Linked DNA regions of Oryctolagus cuniculus: region 2 is linked to region 1. Evidence: chromatin contacts called from public Hi-C data. All regions are on one chromosome and are shown on one strand. Each heading gives the region's core, a stretch centred on a gene start, on an enhancer-like site or on the middle of the called end of the contact. The rest is flanking DNA. Distances are from core to core; before and after follow the strand shown. Region 1 overlaps GPM6A (glycoprotein M6A). Region 2 holds the start of LOC100351224 (FAST kinase domain-containing protein 2, mitochondrial-like).

Region 1 (3,235 bases), core at 425-2,924:
GGATTTTTTTTTTTATCTTTATTCATTAGAGAGAGAGAGAGAGGGAGATATCTTCCATCCATCCATTGGTTCACTCCCTAAATGGCCACCATAGCCTGATCTGGACCAGGCTGAAGCCAGGAGCCAGGAACTCCATCCTAGTATTCCCAGGAAGCCTAGTACTTGGGTCATCATAAGCTGCTTTTCCAGGCACATCAGCAGAAAGCTGGATTGGAAGTAGAGCAGTGGGAACTCCAATTAACACTTAGATATGGGAAGTCTGCCTAGCTAGTCATGGATTAACCCACTGTGCCACAATGCCAGTCCACAAAGCAGGCTGTTGACGGTTAATCTTGACCACATCACTCTTTATTTACACAACAACTCTTAGTATAATATTAATATAAATTTCTTGTCACAATCTAAACTGCTGAGAAATTTATGTTTTACTAATTCACTGTCTACTTTCTGTTTGTGATTACATGTCCCAAATGTAGAACACTGCAGATATTCAATATTGGTTGACACAATGAGTAAATGAACAAAAAATTATCTTAACACTTAAATAATTAGTTTTGGTTATTAACAGTTTTACTGAAACACTGAGTAATTTTGTTACCCTGCTTTAGTTGAAACTCATTCTTCCAACTTTGAAATAATTTTACTTACTGTTTAACTATATTCAGTTGAGACTTGTGAAAGTTTCATACTTCTTATACAGAAGCTATACTACAGAGTCACTGAATTTAAACATTTAGCAAGAGTGTTAATCTCATTTGTATTAAATTGGATCAAAATTATTTTTTCATCTTCTTTAATAAATTTGATTAGAGTCCATGGATTAATGTCCTATCCAATGCCATATCTGTACAATAATGATATTGCATAAATTAAAGTTGTGTTTCTGAAATATATATTATTCCATCCTTTTTTGTCTTTCATAAAGAGATAATTGCTGTTCACATTTTGGCTTTGCCACAGAGAGTCTTTTTTAGCCTCAAAAACGATTTAAAAAAAACCCTCTTTTCTCAAAAGGCTTACATTTTAAACCTTTAATCAGTTTTGATTGATGTGCTCCTTTGAAACTGCTCTAATTATTTCTCATTTTACTTCCTGATTTTGACACCAAAAGAGTACACGCAGCCTAGGAATTCAAGGTCTCTGGAAGTGAGGCTTCGATATTTCCATCTCCTGAAGACTGCCATGGGTGAAGCCCACAGAACACACTGATGGGAAATGTGTCGCTGGTAGTTGCCTTGTCTGTTGATGCTTGTCGCCTGTTTAAGTGAACATTTTGCCTCATGCAATCAAGAGACAGTAGTTTTGCTAAAAATGTAGGCCAAAAGGCTAACTCCGAAATTGTGAATTTCTGCTCTAAGATTTGCTTCATGCAGCCCTGTGAAAATGAGGGAGATATACATAGATTGGAATAGTGTTCCTCTGATAATTGTTAAGAGCTGTATGCTCTCTAAACATGAAATTCAACTCTGTTCTAGCTAATACTGTGTGTGCTTGTGTGTATGCATGTGTGTTCTCAAGAGACAGTGTATTTTTAATCTATTGTATGTAGAAGATAGGAATTAGAATAGAAACTGATAAGCATTTTGTAGACAGTTCTGTTTATTACAAAGACTTTAAAAATAATGGATGAAAACAGGCCATCATGGACTTATTCAGGCTCCTTCTTTTGGCATTCCTGCTTTTCTGCTCTTGTTACCATAGTTACTGGTTTAATCATGATGCACAGAACCATGTCTAATTACAGTATATGCCAGCACAAAAAATAATTCTTTGCATATCTTAGTCCACAAACAGCTTGTAGCTTGTTTTTTGGCACTTTATTACCACGTTTTCTGAAAAAAGACATTTGTACATAATTTTAAATCTGTTATTATCTGCTTTTTTATTGAAATGAAAATAAGTCTCTGAAGTGGATGGTTGTTAAAATAATTGATACAGAATTTTTTTGAGATTAAACTTTGTCACACATGAGACATCCTCAGTATTATCCATAGCATGCTAATATGTAGTCACTATAAGCATCTATTTTCTTCTTATCAGAAAACATGACTAATGGGATGTTCATAATTTAGAAAATGAAATTATTAGATTGCTGTGGCTAAGCAGTTGAGCCAGAAACCACTATTTGAACAGTCCCATTTTTCAAACAATAGTGAACTTACAACAACATTTTCTTTGTTGACTGTAAAAGGCTCTTGTGGATCACTTTGTACACAACAGTGTTTTTTTAACTATATCCTTAACTATTACAGTAGGTGATTTCCCTCAATGTCATGTAATGAAATGTAGGACTAGACAGAATTAAATATGGCTTCCTAGCTCCTGTTCCAGGAATCCCAGTTGCACCAATCTGGTTAAAGATGATATAAAAAAAAATCCTTATTCCTTTTCATTATTATTTGTTATCTGAGAAGTTGTTGTAAAATATAAATAATTATCAACAATAGAGGTTTTAAAATTAATTGCTTGTGTTCACTTTTACTGTTTATATGATAATGCTGTTCTTATTCTTCTTAAGTGAATTATACTTAAAATACTTCCTTTCTACCTTAGTAAAATGTATGATATTAAACCAAAGGAAATTATAAATTTTCACAGATTTGTCACAAATCTTTATTCCAAATTTGTAGGTGAATGTTTTCTGTTAGAATATTTAAGATGATTTTCATTGCAGATTAAATTGTTGTGAAGGTGCTACTGAACTTATTTGAATCTTGATGCTACTTTAAAAACTTCCTGGAAAATAGAATTAAAAGGTTATTTATTTTGGTGCAAAAAATTTTTGAAATCTGTGCTTAGATTTCTCGTAATATTCATTTCCATGAAAGTTTTAAAGATCTCTCAAATTCACATTTATTGACATGGGAAGATATATATTTCCTTTCCTTTTTAAAAATATTTATTTATTCATGAAAGAGTAACACACACAGAATTAGAGAAAGAGTAAAAGAGAGAGATAGAGATCGAGAGAGTGAGAAAGAGAGAAAGAGAGAGTGGAAAAGAGATAGAGAGAGAGAGAGAGAGAGAGACTTCCATCTCCTGGTTCAGTCCCCAAATGAGGGCTGAGCCAGGCTGAAGCCAGCAGCCAGGAGTGCTATCTGGTTCTCCCTTGTGGGTAGCAGGAAGTCTAGTGTTTAAGACATAAAATGCTGCTTTCCTGGTGCATTAGCAGGAAGCTGGATTGGAAACTGAGCATCCAGCATTCTGATACGGGATGCCAATGTTGCAAGTGGTG
Region 2 (3,235 bases), core at 474-2,973, 380 kb before region 1:
TTGTTTGCCTTAGAAGAGAACCCCGTGGTTACACACAGGCACAGCCATGACAGCTGTCCGAGAAGTGCGCACCTCACATTCTTAACTACTAATTTAAGAATCATTAATGTAAGGATTTGTTACAAATGCATGGTAATATTTCTCAATTCATACCAATTTTTTGGACCAAAGAAAAAATAATAAAATGAGAACAAAGACAAAAAGGTCAATTAATTTTTAAAAAGCATAGAAATACATGATACATAAAGTGCAAAGAGGGGAGATGCAAGTTCAAGCACATTGATAATCACTGTAAGCATGAAGTAGAAGAGAGTTTATCAGATTTTATTTTTAAAAGCCAGATTTATGCCATTGAAGAGTCACACCTAAACAAGGAATGAGGAAAGGAAGGAAGGAAGAGTGATGAAAATTATAAACCAAAGGACTTTACATCTGCTGTTGTCCATTAGTTTATAGTTCAGACTGCCTGGGGCGGGGGAGCCATTCTCTTATGATTAGTAAGTTATTTTGTTTTTAATCTGATTTCCAATAACTTGTCTTTTTTCAATGACAGGAAATTTACTGTCGATCTGCCCACAAGAGATAAGACAGATTTACTTCTGTGAGTCTCAGTCTTAAAGGTGTGTAATATTTTTCTGACACTAGTTTTTGAGCCATAGCCTCAACTTATGAAGTTAGACATTGCTTGTTCTTACTTCAACACTCTGAAGGCTTTTAAAAATTATTATGTGAGGCATGACTAAATGATCTGACAAATACATACTCTTACACGTAAGTTTTCTCTGTGCCATTCAGTGTTGTAAACTGTACACTGTAGAGGGCATCTCCATATAACAGGAAAACTGTGTATATAGAGGGCACTATTACTTGTTTTACCCAGCTACATCACCAGAGGGCACCAAAGGACTACTAACAGAAAAGACCACTATACTGATTCTTCACGCTGGGTTTTTTTTTTTTTTTCCTCCAGACTTTCACAAGAACAGATCTGGCCAGTGTGAAGAATTTCCACTTCCTAAAAGCAATGTGAAATACAACAGTTCAAGCTATAGTTTCTGGACAGTGAGACAAAGGCTCTTTGGTATTATTATAATAATATAATAAGCCTATTAAAATAATATGAAAGCCTTTGGTTTGGCTCTTTGGTATTATTATTATCATTATTATTATTGGAAACAAACAAACGTTAGAGCCAAGAAACTATTCTTAGCTTATATGCATGAAAATTACTTACCCTCTAGTGATTTTGCAGACTGCATTGGCTTAAAAATTATTTAATAATATATTGTATATTCCATGAACAGATAGAAGTGAAAAGCATGGTGAAAATGGTAAACACACATTGTGTACACTTGTTAAAATGTCATGCTGTACCCAAAGATATGTGCAACTACTAAATGTTAATCAAAAAAAAGTTAATGCTTGAGATGGAAACGCTAACTAACCTGATTTGATTATCATCCATTGAATACATGTACTCAATTCTCACACTGCACCCCATAAATATGTACAGCTAAAATGGTAAACTAATCTCCTTACAGATGCAGGGATGGTGCAACGTACACAAATTAATAACAGAAAAAAGGAACCTATGATTATCTCAATATGTGCAGAAAGGGCATTTAATAAAACCCAACATCATTTAATGTTAAAACCTCAACAAATTAGGTGAAGAAACAACATACCTCCACATAGTTGATATCATATATAATAAACCAATAGTAAAACCTTACTGAAGACTTTCTGAAGCTGAAGACTTTCTAAGATCTGGAACAAAACAAAATTGCCCAATTTGTTTCTCTATAATAGTGGAACTCTTAGAGCAATTAAGCAAGATAAATAAAAGCCATCTAAACTGCACAAGAGAAAGTCAAATTGTCACTGTTTGCAGATGACATAATCTTATGTAAAGAAAACTCAGCAAAATTTCAGGACACAAAGTTAATGTACAAAGCCCAGTAGCATTGCCTTGGAGCCAGGATTTTTCTTCCTCCCAATATCCAAAAACCTCCCTCTCCTATCTCTTTGCAGTATCACCTTCTGAAAGAGACCTCCCAGAACCCACTTTAAACTAGCACCCAAGTGTTCCTCATTGCTTTCCCCTATTTTTCCTCGTAATATTTATAATATTATGTGAGGTATACTCTGCTTACTCACGTGTCCATTAGATGTTCTCTCCACCACCCTGTAAGTTCTGTGAGAACAGACGTTTTCCCCCTCTGTAGTTCCTGCTATCTTTAGTACAACAATGCTGGGCAAAGAGGAGCACAATACATACTTGTTGAATAATGCGCACATACCAAGAAGACAATGATTTACCATATTGTTTGTAATTCACCTGCCACATAGATAGTTCACCAGTAAATTTTAGCTGTTATGCATTTTTGTGGGGCTGGAGCTGTGGCACAACAGGTTAAAGCCCTGGCCTGCAGCGTTTGTATCCCATATGGACACTGGTTCAAGTCCTAGCTACTCCACTTCCAATCCAGATTCCTGCTATGGTCTGGGAAAGCAGCAGAGGATGGCCCAAGTCCTTGGCCCCTGAACCCATGTGAGAGACCCAGAAATTCTTGGCTCCTGGCTTCGGATCAGCACAGCTCCAGCCATTCTGACCATTTGGGGAGTGAACCAACAAATGGAAGACCTCTTTCTATTTGTCTCTATCTCTTTCTGTAACTCTTTCAAATAAATTTAATAAAATAAATTTTTAAAATGCATTTTTATTATTAATTTCTGTTTCTATTATTGATTGAACTAATTTGTTTCTTTTTTAAAGGAGCTGTATTCATAATGATTTACTAGATGACAACCAATATTTTAAAAATAATTTGGAATAAATGAGAATATTCCCATAGTCCAAGTATTATTTTGTGAAAAGCTAACTATAATTTTGTGTGTGTGGTCTGAGTACACCAAGAATGCACAAAACATGCTGATATAGGTCAATTACCTTTCATAAATTCTCCTGGACATTTTTTTGAAGATTTATTTTGTTTGAAAGGCAGAGTGACAGAGAGAGATCTTACATGCACTGGTACACTTTCCAAATGATCGCAGTGGCTGAGGTTAGGCCAGGTAGAAGCCAGGAGCTTTTTCCACATCTCCCACATGGGTGCAGGGGCCCAAGGACTTGGGCCATCTTCCACTGCTTTCCCAAGTGCATTGCAGGGAGCTGGATCAGAAGTGAAGCAGCTGGGTCTTGAATTGGCACCCGTACAGATGCTAGTATTGCAGG

What was found. Hi-C and Micro-C count contacts between places; a contact is called where the count stands out from the background.
Region 2: a contact with region 1 is called in a Hi-C map of an unstated tissue, with 6 times the contacts expected there. The contact joins the promoter of LOC100351224 here to the enhancer-like site in region 1. A contact is called at or near these places in 2 of 6 Hi-C or Micro-C datasets (psoas muscle and an unstated tissue).

Annotation. Positions count from the first base shown.
Region 1 is chr2:57,962,525-57,965,759 of mOryCun1.1, reverse strand. The region is part of intron 1 of GPM6A (glycoprotein M6A); the gene reads left to right. Among named protein-coding and RNA genes, the nearest start is that of GPM6A, 73 kb to the left of the region's middle. Within about 2 kb of position 1,674, at least 2 of the 8 cell types and tissues checked have an H3K27ac peak or open chromatin away from gene starts, as enhancers often do.
Region 2 is chr2:58,345,491-58,348,725 of mOryCun1.1, reverse strand. LOC100351224 (FAST kinase domain-containing protein 2, mitochondrial-like) reads right to left here and starts at 1,723. Exons shown (of 1, transcript XM_008250029.4): 1 at 1-1,723.